Linked DNA regions of Pan troglodytes: region 2 is linked to region 1. A link is a contact called in public Hi-C data. All regions are on one chromosome and are shown on one strand. The core of a region is the stretch at or near the end of the contact, and the rest is flanking DNA. Distances in the headings are between cores, read along the strand shown. Region 1 has its middle 180 kb from the start of EFNB2. Region 2 holds the start of EFNB2 (ephrin B2).

Region 1 (7,019 bases), core at 75-2,574:
GTAATTTCAAGTAAGTCATTCTTATTTTTAAAGTTCCCTAAAGGAGTTTTATTTCCCTCTAGTAATTGTGAAATATTTGGATAAACACTTGCTGTGTGAATTCGAGTGTCTTTCTTTCACTGCCTTAACACTATATCAAGTAATTAGTCCACACGACTAATTACAAGCATACAGATACTGTTGTTATCAAACTTGTTTACACAGATTAAAATAAGAATGGATCTTAGCATTGTACAGTGCACAACTTACCCAAGGGTATATGGCAGACCTGTTTAGTGGTATAGGTAGTCATTTTACGATTATTTTTTTAAGCAAAATCATTATGCTATGACTAAGTCCCTTTTTGCCACATCCATACTTTAGATAGGTTACCTATATTGTTACTGCCACAAAAGAGACCATAGGGCTCATAGTAACAGAGGCAGAATAAACGCCTCAGTGAGATTCCAAGAGCATTAGTCATTTGACAGCTTCTTCTTGTTCACAACAAAGCAAGGGCAAGCTCAGTCTTTCTGATGCACTGAAGGACAGGCGCAGACAAAAGGCTGATACTGGAGTCTGATATTTAAGAACAAATGACAACTCTTAAAATGTGCTCTAGCTCTGAAATGCACAAGAAAATATGAAAGTCATTTTCAAAGTCCATTCCTTGATGTTTCTTTTTTAAAAGAAACATCATCTCTGGAGCTTTTGATTAAAGAAGGGTGTAATCACTCTTTTTAATTCACTCTGATTTCACCTCAAAAGGGACGCTCAAGTTCTCTTTATCCCAGGTTGGCTTTTACTTCAAACCAAAGATTTTTTTTAAAAGTTATCACAGTTTGAAGGCTTTTCCCAAATGCTTGGAACTTCGGGGATATTTACACATACTCAACTATACTTTTTAAAAAAGAAATTGATGGTCCTTATCTGCCAGAGACTAAGTCAGAAGCATTTTAGTTTAAATACTGTAGCATAGATCATGTGACATAACCCAGGCACGGAATATGTATACTTCAAAACTATCCCTGCTGTTTCTCTGCATTCGCTAATATCTCTATGGCAAACATGCCCTGCTTTCTAAAATAATAAGGAAAATTGCCTTTATTTTTTTTTAAAAGAATATGTCATATATTGTGCTTGAAGATTAGAATCTGAGAATCAGCACCATTTCAGGTCCAAAGATGAGAGATCCTGCTTCCTACGGTGTAACTACAAGAAGAAGAAGAAAAAAATACCTCCGAAACCATTGTGTTAATTGATAAGTGCACGGCTCGATAAAAGAATGGGAAAGGGTTGAGAAGCAGGGGCAGCCAGGGCAGTTAACACTCAAAAGCTGGTGAGCCTGTCCAACTAATCTGCCTCGTTTGTTTTCACAGCTTTGCCCGGAACATTTGCAGGGATGGCCCGACACTCCCCGCAGAGCCTGAGAGCGAGTGGCGAGCCAAGATACCAGCGGCACAATGTTTCACCTGCGCTGCCAGATACTCAGACAGAAAAAACACACAACGGTTTGTCAAAACAGCCATCAGCGCGGCGCGCTCGTTTTTCCCGCAGCCCCCGGTCCTGGCTGCCAATGTCCACGGCCAGGTTTATCTAAGGGCTGGAGAGCTCCTCTTTTAAATTCCCGGCGAGGTGGGGATGATGTGGCACAGGAAGGGACCGGGAGCGCTCCCCGCGGAGCCCAGGCGCTACCTGGAAAAGGCTTGCTGGACCCATTAACCCAGGTTCCCACAGCCTTCAGTCTTAGTCAGCACCTGCACGGTGAAATGACTCAGACACAAGGAAACCATCAGGATCAAGAGGGGCTCTGAGCTTCACAGGGAAGCTGGGCTTTTTAACCCCCTTTCCCCCACAATTGCCTGACTCATATGATTTAAAAAAAAAAAAATACAGCGTGCAATAAACCTAAGGCAGAATCGGTCTGCCTTTGTCTTCCCTTTGTTATCGTGCAAAGCAAGCATCAGGGTTGCCTTTGTTGGCTTTCCAATTCGTTGCCAGCAGAAGCCCATGTGATAAGAACTTTTTGATTAAGCTCTAAATCTTTGGCACATATCTGCAATGCCTAATTATGAAAGATCTAATAATATGTTCCTTGTGTTTCTCTGACAACCACATGCATCTCCATTCAGCATCCCTGACGCTATTGGAAGTAGAGAAAGATACTGACACTACAAATGATTGCACAGAGAGGAGGGGGCATTCCTTCAACCTACACAGAACGGAGGCTGATGTCTTCATTAGACACATACCTAGCAGAAGACAAAACAGATTATACACAAAAACAGTTCGTTTAAAGTCAATTTTTGTCAGGAAAAAAAAAATTGTGTTGCTTGGCAATTAAAACAAGTAGAATAAGATACTTTTTAATTAACATCTTCAAGTGGTAGAGGATGTTCAAATGTTGCTACTGTAGAACTTTCTGCCTCATCCTCTGTCTTTTTTAGATTATATATTTCTAAAAATACATTAGGTGACAGTTTAACAGGCAGGAGAAAGTATATTGGTTTTCTATACATATGGAAATGAGCTCTCTCAGGCAATAACTGGAACAATGGTGGCAAAATCTGTATCAAAGGCAGTGGAAGCTGGGCAACGCTCCCTTCCTATGATCGGTGTGTGAGCCCTGACTTAATGAGCTCCTACTAGAGGTGCTACCTTGAACAAACAGTGCTTGGTCACCTCCACGCCCCACCCCACAGGCTGCCTGAAAAGTACATAAAGGGAGGCTTCTTAGAAGTGAGATTTACCAACTACATTTGACATTTGATCAAAGCGCATGCATTTGCCTCCCTGAAACAGAAGTGAAAAATACCAAAACGCTGTCACCGTACCAAGGGGTTTCAGTCTCAGCCTTCTGGGAAAACAATCAGGCAATTCTGTTCCCTGACATGCTTTAAAATATACTTTTTAGAAAATAATCATGGATTCTTACACAGAATCAATAGGGTGCCCATGAAACCATTTTAGTCACACTCTCTGATTCACAAGACTGACAAACGGGATCAATTATGGCAAGTAAATGGGTGGAGAGGGGGTTCTCTCGCCATTGAGCTGAGACCTCCCTGGCAGCTTCTCACCTGGGAAACTCAGAGCCATCTTCACTTACATCCCAAAAGATATGCAATACACATTATTTCTGAATTTTTAGAACAAAAGATTAAACAATAGATAGAGGAAGTCATCAGGCTCCATTTTCTAAATGTCAAAGTCATTCTGCAACTGCTTTTCCTAGCTCACCACAAACCTCATGGTTGTATCTCTTTGTCTTTTGGACTCGGATTCTTCAAACACGCGAATCCTATGATCCTGTTGTTGCCCCTTTTCTGGCCTTTCACTGATTTAGCTCATTGAGACCTGATGATATCACATTAGTAGATTTCTTGTTATTTTTTCTGGATTGAACAATAGTTGTATGTTATTTATATGTTGTCATCAGGCCTGAACTTTGCTTGAAAAAATTAGATGTCTCATTTTTCTCTAGATGTGTTAACTGTTTCTAGCAAAAAGCAACCTTTAAATCCAGAAAACTTTTCCCAAGTTAATGCATCACCAGAAAGTGAAAAAGTTTCCCTTTTCCCTGGTGATCACAGTCGATTAATCGCAGACTCCTGGCGTCCACTGGCCCACCCAGTGTTTGTAGGGTCCCACGTAAGCAGAGCAGAAATCACTATCGCTGATCAAGGAGACATGAACACCATCACTAAACAGCGTTCAGAGACTTAGCAAATCATTAGCAATCTCCTCCGCAGTGCAGCTAATCTCATCATTCAAATTTCTTGGTTGTTCTGTTTTTCTCTGCCAGATAACACTTTATCAGACTGAAATGGAACTTCCCTCTGATCAGGAATAGGGCATTCAACAAACTATATACATACCTTTGATAGCTTCCTTTTTGGAAAGTGAGGGAGTTTCATTGATAAAGTACCCAAAAAATGAAACTGGAGTCCTAAAGTCTAGACACAGTTTTAGCAGCCAAATTGTAAACCAATGGGCTTAGTTTTGACAATCATGTTAAACACAAAGAACTAGAAAAATTTGCTGTCATGGTCTTTCCTTAACCAAGCATGTAAAGCAAGAAAAAAAAAAAAGAAAAAAATACAAATAGAAAGTGCTTACCAGCAATCTGGAAAGCACTTTTGAAACAATGTCTAAAAAATCAAAGTGTTTATTTAAATTTACATTTATTTAAAATAAAAAATTATGCATGGAATTTTAATTCTTGTGTTTGAGTTTTTCTCATCTTAAATTAGTTCTTATTTTTAGAAGATGCATATATTATATATATTATGCATTATATATATTCATATATATATTACATGTATATTCTTTAAGATCTCCTATTTCTCTCTCTTTTTTCTAATCTCTCTTTTTAACAAAGCAAGATACAGGTTGAGTATCCCTAATTCCACAATTTGAAATCCAAAATGCTTCAAAATTCAAAATTTTCTGAGCACCAATACTCAAAGGAAAAGCTCACTAGAACATTTTAGATTTCAGATTTTCAGAGTAGGGTTGATCAGCTAAGTATAATGTAAATATTCTAAAAGTCCAAAAATTCCAAATTCTGAAACACTTCTGATGCCTTTTGGATACGGGATACACAACCTGTGTACATAAGAGAACTAACAGAACACTCACAAATGTTACAAGCACCTGACTACTAAAAAAGACTGAGACCAGGGCTTACAACTACACTGATGAAAAAGTCACAAAAAAATTAATAGCCACTTTGGAAGACAGTTTGGTGGTTTCTTACAAAACAAAGCATACTCTTACCGTAAGAACCAGTAATTGTGAGCCTTAGTATTGACCCAAATGAGTTGAACTTATGTCCACACAAAACCTGAACATGAATGTTTTTAACAGTTCTATTTATAATTGCCAAAAGTGGAAGCGGCCAAGATGCTATGCAGTAGCGGAATGAATAAGCAAGCTGTAGCACATCCATACAATGGAATAATATTTAACAATAAAAATAAATGAGCTGTCAAGCCATGCAAAGACATGGAGATACTTTGAATGCTGAGCAAAAGAAGCCAATCTGAAAAGTCTACATATTGTATATGATCCCAACTACATGATATTCTGGAAAAAGCAAAAAACTATTGAGACAGTTAAAAAAAATCATTTTCCCAGGGTTCAGAAAGATAGGATGAAGAAAGAATGGGTGAAGTAGAGGGGACTTTTTAGGAAAGTGAAACCATTCTCTATAATACTGTACTGGTAGATACATGACATTATATATTTGTCAAAACCATGGAATGTACACTGCAAAGCCACAAAGCAAGACCACTAATGTAAACCACATATTTTAGCTAATAATAATGTATCACTATTGGCTCATCAATTGTAACAAACAAGACACATTAATACAAGATGTTAATAATAGGGAAAATTGGAGTTTGGGGAGTGAGGGTGAATGTGGGGACCCTGCACTTTCTACTCAACTTTTCTGTAAACCCAAAACTGCTCTATACATAAAGTCTATTAATTTTTTAAAAATAATAGTCTTAAAAATGCATACTAATAATGGGTTAAAATGTCACGGAAAGTGTCTATGAGTGTCATTCCACAAATACGCCTTCGACAGCTTAGCGGTTTTTTTAGTATTTTTTGTTCTGATTGGATATTAGGGTAACCACTAATTATTTTCCTTCAATAAATTATTTAATGATTAGCATTAGGGAGATAAGTGATTCAGATCCTAAAACTTATTTAGTTTTATGGTCTATAGAAGGAACACATATTTCAATATCCTACTTGCCTTTACTAGTCTAACCCCAGAAAATGAGATTTCTTCCACTTGCCCTTACTAAATCAGTTCAGCTTTGACAGCTTATTACTTTGTAGACACAACCTTACCAAGAACGCTCTTAACCCCATCATTCTATTCAATGATGAATCATCCATCACTCCAAGGCTGACCCCTCATTACCCTTAATCAGCATGTCCTGCACTGTCCAATCTGCTGCTAGAACATTAATAACAACCCAGGGCAGGAACTTCCAGTGGCCTTTACATGGAGGCCTGGGTCTGGCAGAGGGGCCCCAGGGGTTGCCACTTTGTGTTTGCCACTCCCAGCCACCATCCCAAGTTGGAAAGGTGCTCAAAACATATCCTACTTTCTATATTTTTCCATATTGAAGTTCCAAGTAAAATTTCTTTTGTTAAAAAAAAAAAGACTTTGCTGCCAAAATGATTTTTTGAAAAACCACTGATGTAGACCATATCATCTGCTTTATTATAATAAAATTAACTGAATTTCTCTTTAATTTGATGTTGAAACTGTTCATTCTGCTAGTAAGGGACATTGTCTCTAAAACAAATAAACTGATAGCTAAAATTATAGCGAGTAGCTACCACCCAGCAAAAACGTAACGAGCAGATTGAAGCAGCAGATATTGACCTAGAAGAAGACTGAAGAGGTGGGAACCTGGAGCTTGGGAAGACAGGAGGATTTCCATGTAATTTAGATTAACTGGTGGCAGGGAAAAATGTGTGCTTTGGTTAAATATGTCTTCCAAAAAGCATATGTTGGAAACTTAATCTCCAGTGCAACAGTGTTGGGAGGTAGGGCCTAATGAGAGATGGTTAAGCTGTGAGGGCAGAATGAGTGGATAAATGCTGTTATCTCAGAGGGGGTTTGTTACTGAGGGAGTAGGATTTTTTTAAACAAGGGAGTTCAGCCCCCTTTCACACACACACTCTCTCCCTCTCTCCCGAACCTTTCCTTTCCACCATGGATGACTCAGCCAGAAGGCCCTCAGCAGATGCCAGCACCTCCACCTTGGACTTCACAGGCTCCAGAACCAAGAGAAATAAATTTCTGTTCATTACAAATTACCCAGTCCCAGGCATTCTATTATAGCAGCAAGAATAAACTAAGACACTGTGAACAAAGGGAACCTGTTAATATATTTATCCAACTCAATGAAAAGATTTTGCTGGACAGAATGACTGTCTTCATCCCCTGCGAACACTTACATCAGTTACTTTTATTGATACAACCTGGGTATGCTGCCTGAAGACATGAGGCC
Region 2 (7,623 bases), core at 458-2,957, 180 kb after region 1:
AGTTACTCTCCACAAGGCCTGGCTCGCTCCCGGCTGTAGAGTCCGGTAAGAGCAAATCTGATCCTAAGGATCCCATTCCTACCAGGGTCCCGCGGGAGAAGGCTTCAGGAGCAGTGTCGACTGGGCAGGGCCCTAAGCTTTTATAGGAAGTGCATTACAATCAGGTCGGCCATCGAGACCGCATACTCCGGGGCTACCGGCTTATGAACGAAGCGGGAGGCCGAGGTGCGGCGGGCCCTCAGGGAGAAGCCTAAGGCCCGTCTCCCCGGCGCGGAGGAAAGGGTTCGACGCCCGAGTTCTCCTGCGAAGCAGGCGAGCTCCCCGCGCACCCTCGGGCTGGCGGCGCGGTGCCAAGGCGCCCCGGCTCCAGGGCTCTGCGGGCAGCGTAGCGACTCCAGGCTCCCCTCTCCAGAACGCGCTTCGCTGCCAGCGTCCTGCCACCCCGGTCGCCCGCCCGCGGGCCCCGGACCACGCCGCCCGCGCTCCCCGCGAATGCAGCATCTCCGCCTCTCTCCAGAGCCCAGCAGTCCCCGCGTGCCGGCCAGCCTAGATTGTGGCCATGTCCTTCGTCCTCGAAAACAGGAGAGGGTCAGGTATCGCCATCGGACACCTTCCCGGACGTGACACCCGAGCCGATAGTAGCTTTTAGCGCCTGGGAGCGTTCGGGGGAGGAAAGGCGGGGAGACCGTCCGTTCCAGCGGCGCTCGGGTTGGAAAGCCGAGCAAGGAGTCTCCACCTAGTGAAATGGGGCGGGGGTTGGGGGTGGGGGACGGGGAACCGAGGTTCCAGAAACAGGCTCCGAGGCCCCGCGGATTGACCCCTCCTCCCGCCCGGACGGCGCGGCGGACCCCGGGGCGGGGACATACGGGGATCGCGGACGCCACTTACTTGGAGTTCGAGGAATTCCAATAGATAGGCTCTAAAACTATCGATTTGGAAATCGCAGTTCTGCATAAAACCATCAAAACTCCCCAGCAGTACTTCCACACGGAGTCCCTCCTCACAGCCATGGCGAAGCCACTCCCAGCTCCGCGCACTCTGGGCCAAGAAGGGACCGACGGGACGCAGGCTGGGACCCCCAATCCTCCGGGGCAGACTGGCGGGGAAGACGGCGTGCGCCCGCAGGCAGCTCCGAGGCGCGCTGCGCAGCTCCAGCGGTCGCCGGGCCAGGTGCGCTCGCCCTCCGGGGCCCTCAGGGCGCGGGGCCGGAGCGCACGCGCGGGGCGCGGCGGCGCGGCGGACTCGGGGTTCCGGGGCGCCGCGCCGGACGCAGCTCGGACGGCCGACTCCCGTGCGGCTCCAGGGTGCCGGGCCGGCCGCGGCTGGCGGGTGGGCGCGGGGCGGGTGCGGGCTGGGACACAAAGACCCGGAGCGGAGACGACCGGCGCGGGCGGCGGGCGCTGCGCCCCGAGCGGGGCCGCCTGTGACTATAGATCCAGTGCAGCGGGCAGCGGCCCGAGCGCGCGGGCGCCGCGTCGGCGCGGTTCCATGTCCCGGAGCACGGAGCGGAGTAGGGCGCCTCCGGGCGCGCAGGAGCCTTCTCAGTCCGCGCGGCTCCCGGCCCCCAGGGCAGGAAAGAGGGAGCTCGGTCCCCGCCGCGGGCTCCGGACGCGCGCGGGCCTTTGTGTGCGGGGAGGGCGCCGGGACCCGCTGCGTGCGCAGCTCCTCGCTCCGGCCGGCGCCGCGGTCCCCGCCGAGGAGAGTCAGCTCGGCCGGCGCGCTGTCAGAGCGCTATAAACGCGGGTCCCCGCCCCGCCGCGCGAAGCCCATTGGCCCGCGGCTCCGCGGCCGTGCGCTGGTTGGACGGCCGGTCCGTCCGTCCGCCATCCCCGCCCGACATTGGGTGCCGCGAGGCGGGGCTCGGGCTGACAGGTGAGCCCCGCCCCTGGCTCCCGCGGGCGGCGGGAGCGGAGCAGACGCCGGGCAGGAGAAGCGCTCAGCGCGTGCACAGGGCGCCCCCGGGGCGGCTAGAGGCCTTCTGGGCGCGGTGCAGACGTGGAAATAGCGACGGCCGAGTAGCGGGCCACCTGTCTCCGCGCCCGGGGGCGCCTTCCCCCTCGGCGGAATCAGAGGGCGCGGCTTTCCCTCGCGCAGTGCGGAAGGCAACAGGCTCCGCTCGGCGTCCCTTCTCCGCAGATGCGGCGCTGCCCCGCGTGCAAGACTTGCACTCCGCGCGCTCCCTTAGAGCTCCCGGCTTCTGCGCGCTTCTCCCGACGCCGCTCGGCGAGGGCTTCTCACTTGATTTTGGTACCAATCACCTACGGCTCAGTTTCAGTCAGTGGGGCCGGGAATTGCAAGACGATTCCCGCGACGTGGCGCCGGAATTTGCAGCTCTAATCAGGGCCTGAGCGTCGTCGCCTCCCGCCTTCTCTGCGGGCGTCTCCCTTCCCTCCTGGCCCCCCGGGAAGGTGGCGCCCCTGGAGCTTTCCCCGCGTGTCGCCGGCACAGGCACGACGCGGGGACCGTCTCACTAGCCTCTAGGAGACACGCGCGCTTCCCAAAGTGACCAGAGATTTAGAGGGTGTGAGATGGAAAAGTCAAGGCATGTGCTTCTCACTCGGCGTCTGCAAGACCCCAGAGCAGAGCTGGCAGGAACTCCTCGCTACTTTCCCGGTCGAGCGCCGGTGCTGACGCTCGTCCGTGACTTCCACGGAGCCACAGCGCCCACTAGCGGCCAGCTTTGCTTCTCCGCATCTCGAGCGCTCTGCGGTCCACCGACCCGGATCCAGCATACTGCAGCATCTAATCAAGTCACAGTTCCAAGGAAAATCTTTTTATATGCCCAACAGTAGGAAGAACACGGTAGAAATAAGGCACAGTGCAAATGTACGATTCAGTATGAAAAATTAAAATATACTGTATGCCCACGTTTTTTTTCAATTTAATGCCGTCCACCCCAGGATTTATGTTTCAAACACAAACTGGGCAGTAATTCTACAAATTATGTATTTTTAAAACAAAGTATCCACTACGCTAAATTTAAAACAGAAAATGCATATGGTAAAACACCTTGTTTTCTTTCACTCTTCTTTGTAACAATTTCTGAAGATTTTTATGGTACGTTGCCTTTAAGTATCCGTTTTTGAAACATTAGTCTAAGTTAACATATACATCTCAGTTGGAGTGGTAAAAGCTTGTGAAGACTAGTTTAAGATAGAAAACACATTAAGGCATACAAAGTACTGAATACACTTACTCTTCCAAACAGATCTTTGATAGCAGAAAAGTTTCATAATTTATTTTCATTTTAAATAAGCCTTCAAACTAAATATATATATACACACACATATATACGTATATATACACACATATACACATATTTATACGTATATACACATATGTACGTATATATATACACATATATACGCATATACACACACACACACACATATATATATATATATATATAATTTATTTTAAAAAGGCTCCACCACGGTATGACGATTTGAACAGCGGATTCCCAGGAAGCACCAACAACCCAGGAAGCAGCAGACACTATGACTCCTACCTTGACAAGGGTGAGAAAGGGCTAGTTTTTAGTATGCTAAAATATCATTTAAGGAACTCATTGAAATTGAATATAAAGTTAGCTTAATGATCTTTTAAAGGAACACTGGGTACTCAGTACCTTTTGACAAACTTATATTGGGAAATTGAAGTTGTGACCTCTTAGCTCACTACATCCTCCTCTCCAAGTAAACTAGAGGAAATACAGGAAATTTGCATTGTCTGAAAATAAGCCAGCTTCCAAAAATAACATTTTCAGTAAATCAGAGAGTCTCACATCCAAAGCGTTTTACCTTGGGACAAATGTAAATATACACTTTAAAATCGCTTCCTTTTCAAAACAAAGTGCATATTTGACTGAAAAGGAATCCTACACACACACACACACAAAATCTATAGTATAGTGTGAGAATATACAGCTTAGTTTCAGTCAACAGAGATTCAATGTAGACAATGTGAAAAGCATCAGCAGTAGCAACTCACTTCGAAGATGTCAACATTCTACTATTTAATGGTAATTTTGGTAATTAAAAGCATCACCTCAAAGCCATTTATATCTACTATTGTATAACATGCCAGGCAAAAAGTAGGTCGTACTGGCATGCACAAGGCAAAGTAGAATTTCCAAAGCATGCCAAACCAAGAACCAATCACATCAGTGTCGTATCTCTTGGTATTTGAACTTCATTTTACAATTATTGGGAAAACTTGGTTTTTTTCTTTACCACACTTTGAATCATGATCAATGTATTTCGAGAAATCTATACTTTTAGCAGATGTATTTAAACCCTCATCAAATGAGATTTTATTTCAGCAGAGGAAGTTACTTCACTGTGTTCTAGAGTTAAGTTTTGAAGGCCGGGCGCAGTGGCTCACGCCTGTAATCCCATCACTTTGGGAGGCCGAGGTGGGCGGGTCACGAGGTAAGGAGATTGAGACCATCCTCGCTAACACGGTGAAACCCCGTCTCTACTAAAAATATAAAAAATTATCCGGGCGTATGTCGGGCGCCTGTAGTCCCAGCTACTCGGGAGGCTGAGACAGGAGAATGGCGTGAACCCAGGTGGCGGAGCTTGCAGTGAAGCCGAGTTCACGCCACTGCACTCCAGCCTGGGCGGCAGAGTGAGACTCAGTCTCAAAACAAACAAACAAAAAAAAAGTTTTGATAAGTCAAATAAATAAGGATTTGGGAATTTCAAAGGATACCATAGTTATAAAAGTTAACACAAAGCTGAATAAATGTAAAATGAGATGACAAATAGATAATCGCAGCTTAAAAAAAGTGCAATCCCCCACCTCCAACAAAAAAAATGCAAGTAATTATGTTCCTACCCCTTTGAATTCCTAGGCATGTTTTGGTCTTCAGAACTTATGGTTGTTTCTTATATATTCCTTATATAGTATTCCATCATTTCTAGGACATATTTCAAAAGATATATGTAACAGAACTTCTGCAAAAACAAAAGCTTATCTAAATAACATTACAGAAAAATAAATTTGGTATGTGTTGACTAAGTGTTGTCCAAGCCATACATTCTCTATGTAGCTTGTAAGCCTCTCGTAAAATCATACCCTTTGTTTCCTGGCATTGTATGCTGTTTATTTCATACAAGTCACTGATGCTTTCAGCACTCTCTAGCAAATCACATTTTCCCCCATTTATCCTTGAGGGAAAGATCTGACAGGAGAAAATAAAACCCTTTCTTAAAATCAACTTTGCTCAACACCCTTCTCCCATCTGCTTCTGAAATTCAGATTGTTAAAACACTGAAACATTTTATATTAGAGTCTATTTGGCAGGAAAAATACTACATTAGGCTCTTGGTCAAAAGAGAATCATTCTTCTCTCTGGGAAGTTTAGAGAAAACTCATACCTTATAGACTGTCACATATTCCTTATGGAAGAAAAATACCGTATTTTCCACTAGTATCCATTTTAATCTGAAGCTCAACCTCTCATTTCGTTGACAGCATTATTAATGTAAAAACAGCACACATGGAAATACGAATGGCTCCAACAAGCACGCACACCTGGCATGAAACTTCATCTCTTTATTTGCAAACCAAGTGTGGAGGACCAAACTCCACTCATCATTCCAAGCTGGATTAAGAGGTGTGGTGGATACAAAGGAGCAGGTAATGGCTAGCTAGCTGTGCGCTCTCGATTGCATGATTAATTCTAATATTTAACCTCTCTAAACAGGATGTTTTTTCAGACTGATTTGATACATACATGAAAATTTAAAAGTTAAATACTACTCTTAATAAACATAAGGAAAACTTCTGACAACAATCGTAACGGATCTCCTCTTTTGGGTCCATAAAATCATTTTTTGCCTCCTCTTTATACTACTTAACAGCTTCAACAGCACTTAAAACCAGCTGCAATAATGTATTATTTTGTTAACTCCTTATTCTACTTGTCATTTCTTTAATCCAAAGTGAAAACCTAGAAAATGAGAATCATCCAAATGGTAAACAAACCCATTTTATTCTAACCCTAATAAGCCTAGGTTTGGTAATCAACAGTTGCAGCAATCAGAAAACATACACTATTAAAAACATACGCCTTTGGCCGGGCGCGGTGGCTCACGCCTGTAATCCCAACACTTTGGGAGGTCGAGGTGAGCGGATCACGGGGTCAGGAGATTGAGACCATCCTGGTCAACATAGTGAAACCCCGTTTCTACTAAAAATATAAAAATTAGCCAGGCGTGCTGGTGGGTGCCTGTAATCCCAGCTACTCAGGAGGCTGAGGCAGAAGAATCGCTTGAACCTGGGAGGTGGGAGGTTGCACAGAGCCAAGATTGCACCATTGCACTCCAGGCTGGCGACAGAGCGAGAGACCATTGGGGGTGGGGGGGCAACAAAACAAAACAAATACACTTTTATAGCATTGATACAAAAACAATGAGAGAAACAGCTGGATCACTGGAGTTACTATTCTCTAATGTACTGGCTCTTTAGAGCTAGAGCAAAAAATAAAAATATAAAAATAGAACTGTCCCAACATCCTCTGATCAACCACTGTAGGCTCAGAAAAAGATAAATCTTCAAGTATGACTTCCAATTAAGTTTTAATTTCTAAACCCAATAATGACTTAGGTATAAAAGCACTTAACTTGTGGAACACTTACATAGATGTAAAAGCAACCACTCTGATTTGTATTACTTTGTAATATCAGAAGAAAGTTCCAAAGAAATACTTAATGGAGTAAGAAGCTAGTTATTTCTCTCACACACGCAAATCCCTTAATTAGGTCTTCTGTATCCCCCACTTCCACTGTTTGCCAGCACTAAATCAGTTACTCTAGAACCAATACTGGATGGATGGATGGATGGATGGATGGATGGATGGATGGATAGATTAGGTAATACAATCCACTCATCTTAAGCATATCTACAAAGTAAACAGTGTAGTTTATCAGCAAATGCAAATCTTCTAGATTACTGCACCACATTTTCCATCATCACGGACAACTGAATGTTAAAAGCCAAAAACAACGCAAGAGTAAACAAAAAACGTTACAGACAACAAAGATAGTGAAAGAATCAAGACCACTGTTAAATGGCAATTCAACAGATCAAAAAAGTAGGGTCTATTGCTTGGGCTTCCACACTCATTCTAGACTTCCAGGTTGAGGCTTTTACCTTCAGCAGTCCCTTGAGGTCCTCTGATTAGTAACACTAGTACTTGTTCACAAGGCTCTCCTGGAAGGGGGAGGAGAGCCTCAAAAATTAGGATAGCCTGTCTTCAGTATTTCTCATGGCCATTAATACAAAACAGATGAATGGTTTTGCATGTAAAGATGCAGAAAATTTAGACAACTGAAAACAGACGCTCTAATGGATAGAAATAGCTTTGGAGAAATGTCAGTGAAGTGACAGGCTCCTCATAAAATGAGGCATTAGAAATGATACATAGAGTTCAACAAGCCAGGATTCTACGCTTACTATACTTAGAAAATTGAAAAAATACAAACCACTGAAAATTCTTAAGATACTGCTAAATCCAGGACAGGTGGTGATACAAAAAAAAAAAAAGCTATGGACACATACTAGCACAGTAAATGAATACGGAGATTACTTAGAGTAGAAATAGTCTGATTTGCTGCA

Evidence for each region. A called contact is a pair of places that touch in the nucleus more often than the background predicts.
Region 2: a contact with region 1 is called in a Hi-C map of stem cell-derived neural progenitor cells, with 4 times the contacts expected there. The contact joins the promoter of EFNB2 here to the enhancer-like site in region 1. A contact is called at or near these places in 1 of 7 Hi-C or Micro-C datasets (stem cell-derived neural progenitor cells) and 1 of 1 datasets of contacts at active chromatin or transcription factors (stem cell-derived excitatory neurons).

The regions. Positions count from the first base shown.
Region 1 is chr14:111,954,762-111,961,780 of NHGRI_mPanTro3-v2.0_pri, forward strand. No RefSeq gene overlaps it. Among named protein-coding and RNA genes, the nearest start is that of EFNB2, 180 kb to the right of the region's middle. Within about 2 kb of position 1,325, at least 12 of the 24 cell types and tissues checked have an H3K27ac peak or open chromatin away from gene starts, as enhancers often do. A contact at or near this core is called in stem cell-derived neural progenitor cells, where this site is marked.
Region 2 is chr14:112,138,207-112,145,829 of NHGRI_mPanTro3-v2.0_pri, forward strand. EFNB2 (ephrin B2) reads right to left here and starts at 1,708. Exons shown (of 5, transcript XM_001134800.8): 1 at 889-1,708. The coding sequence starts at 1,010.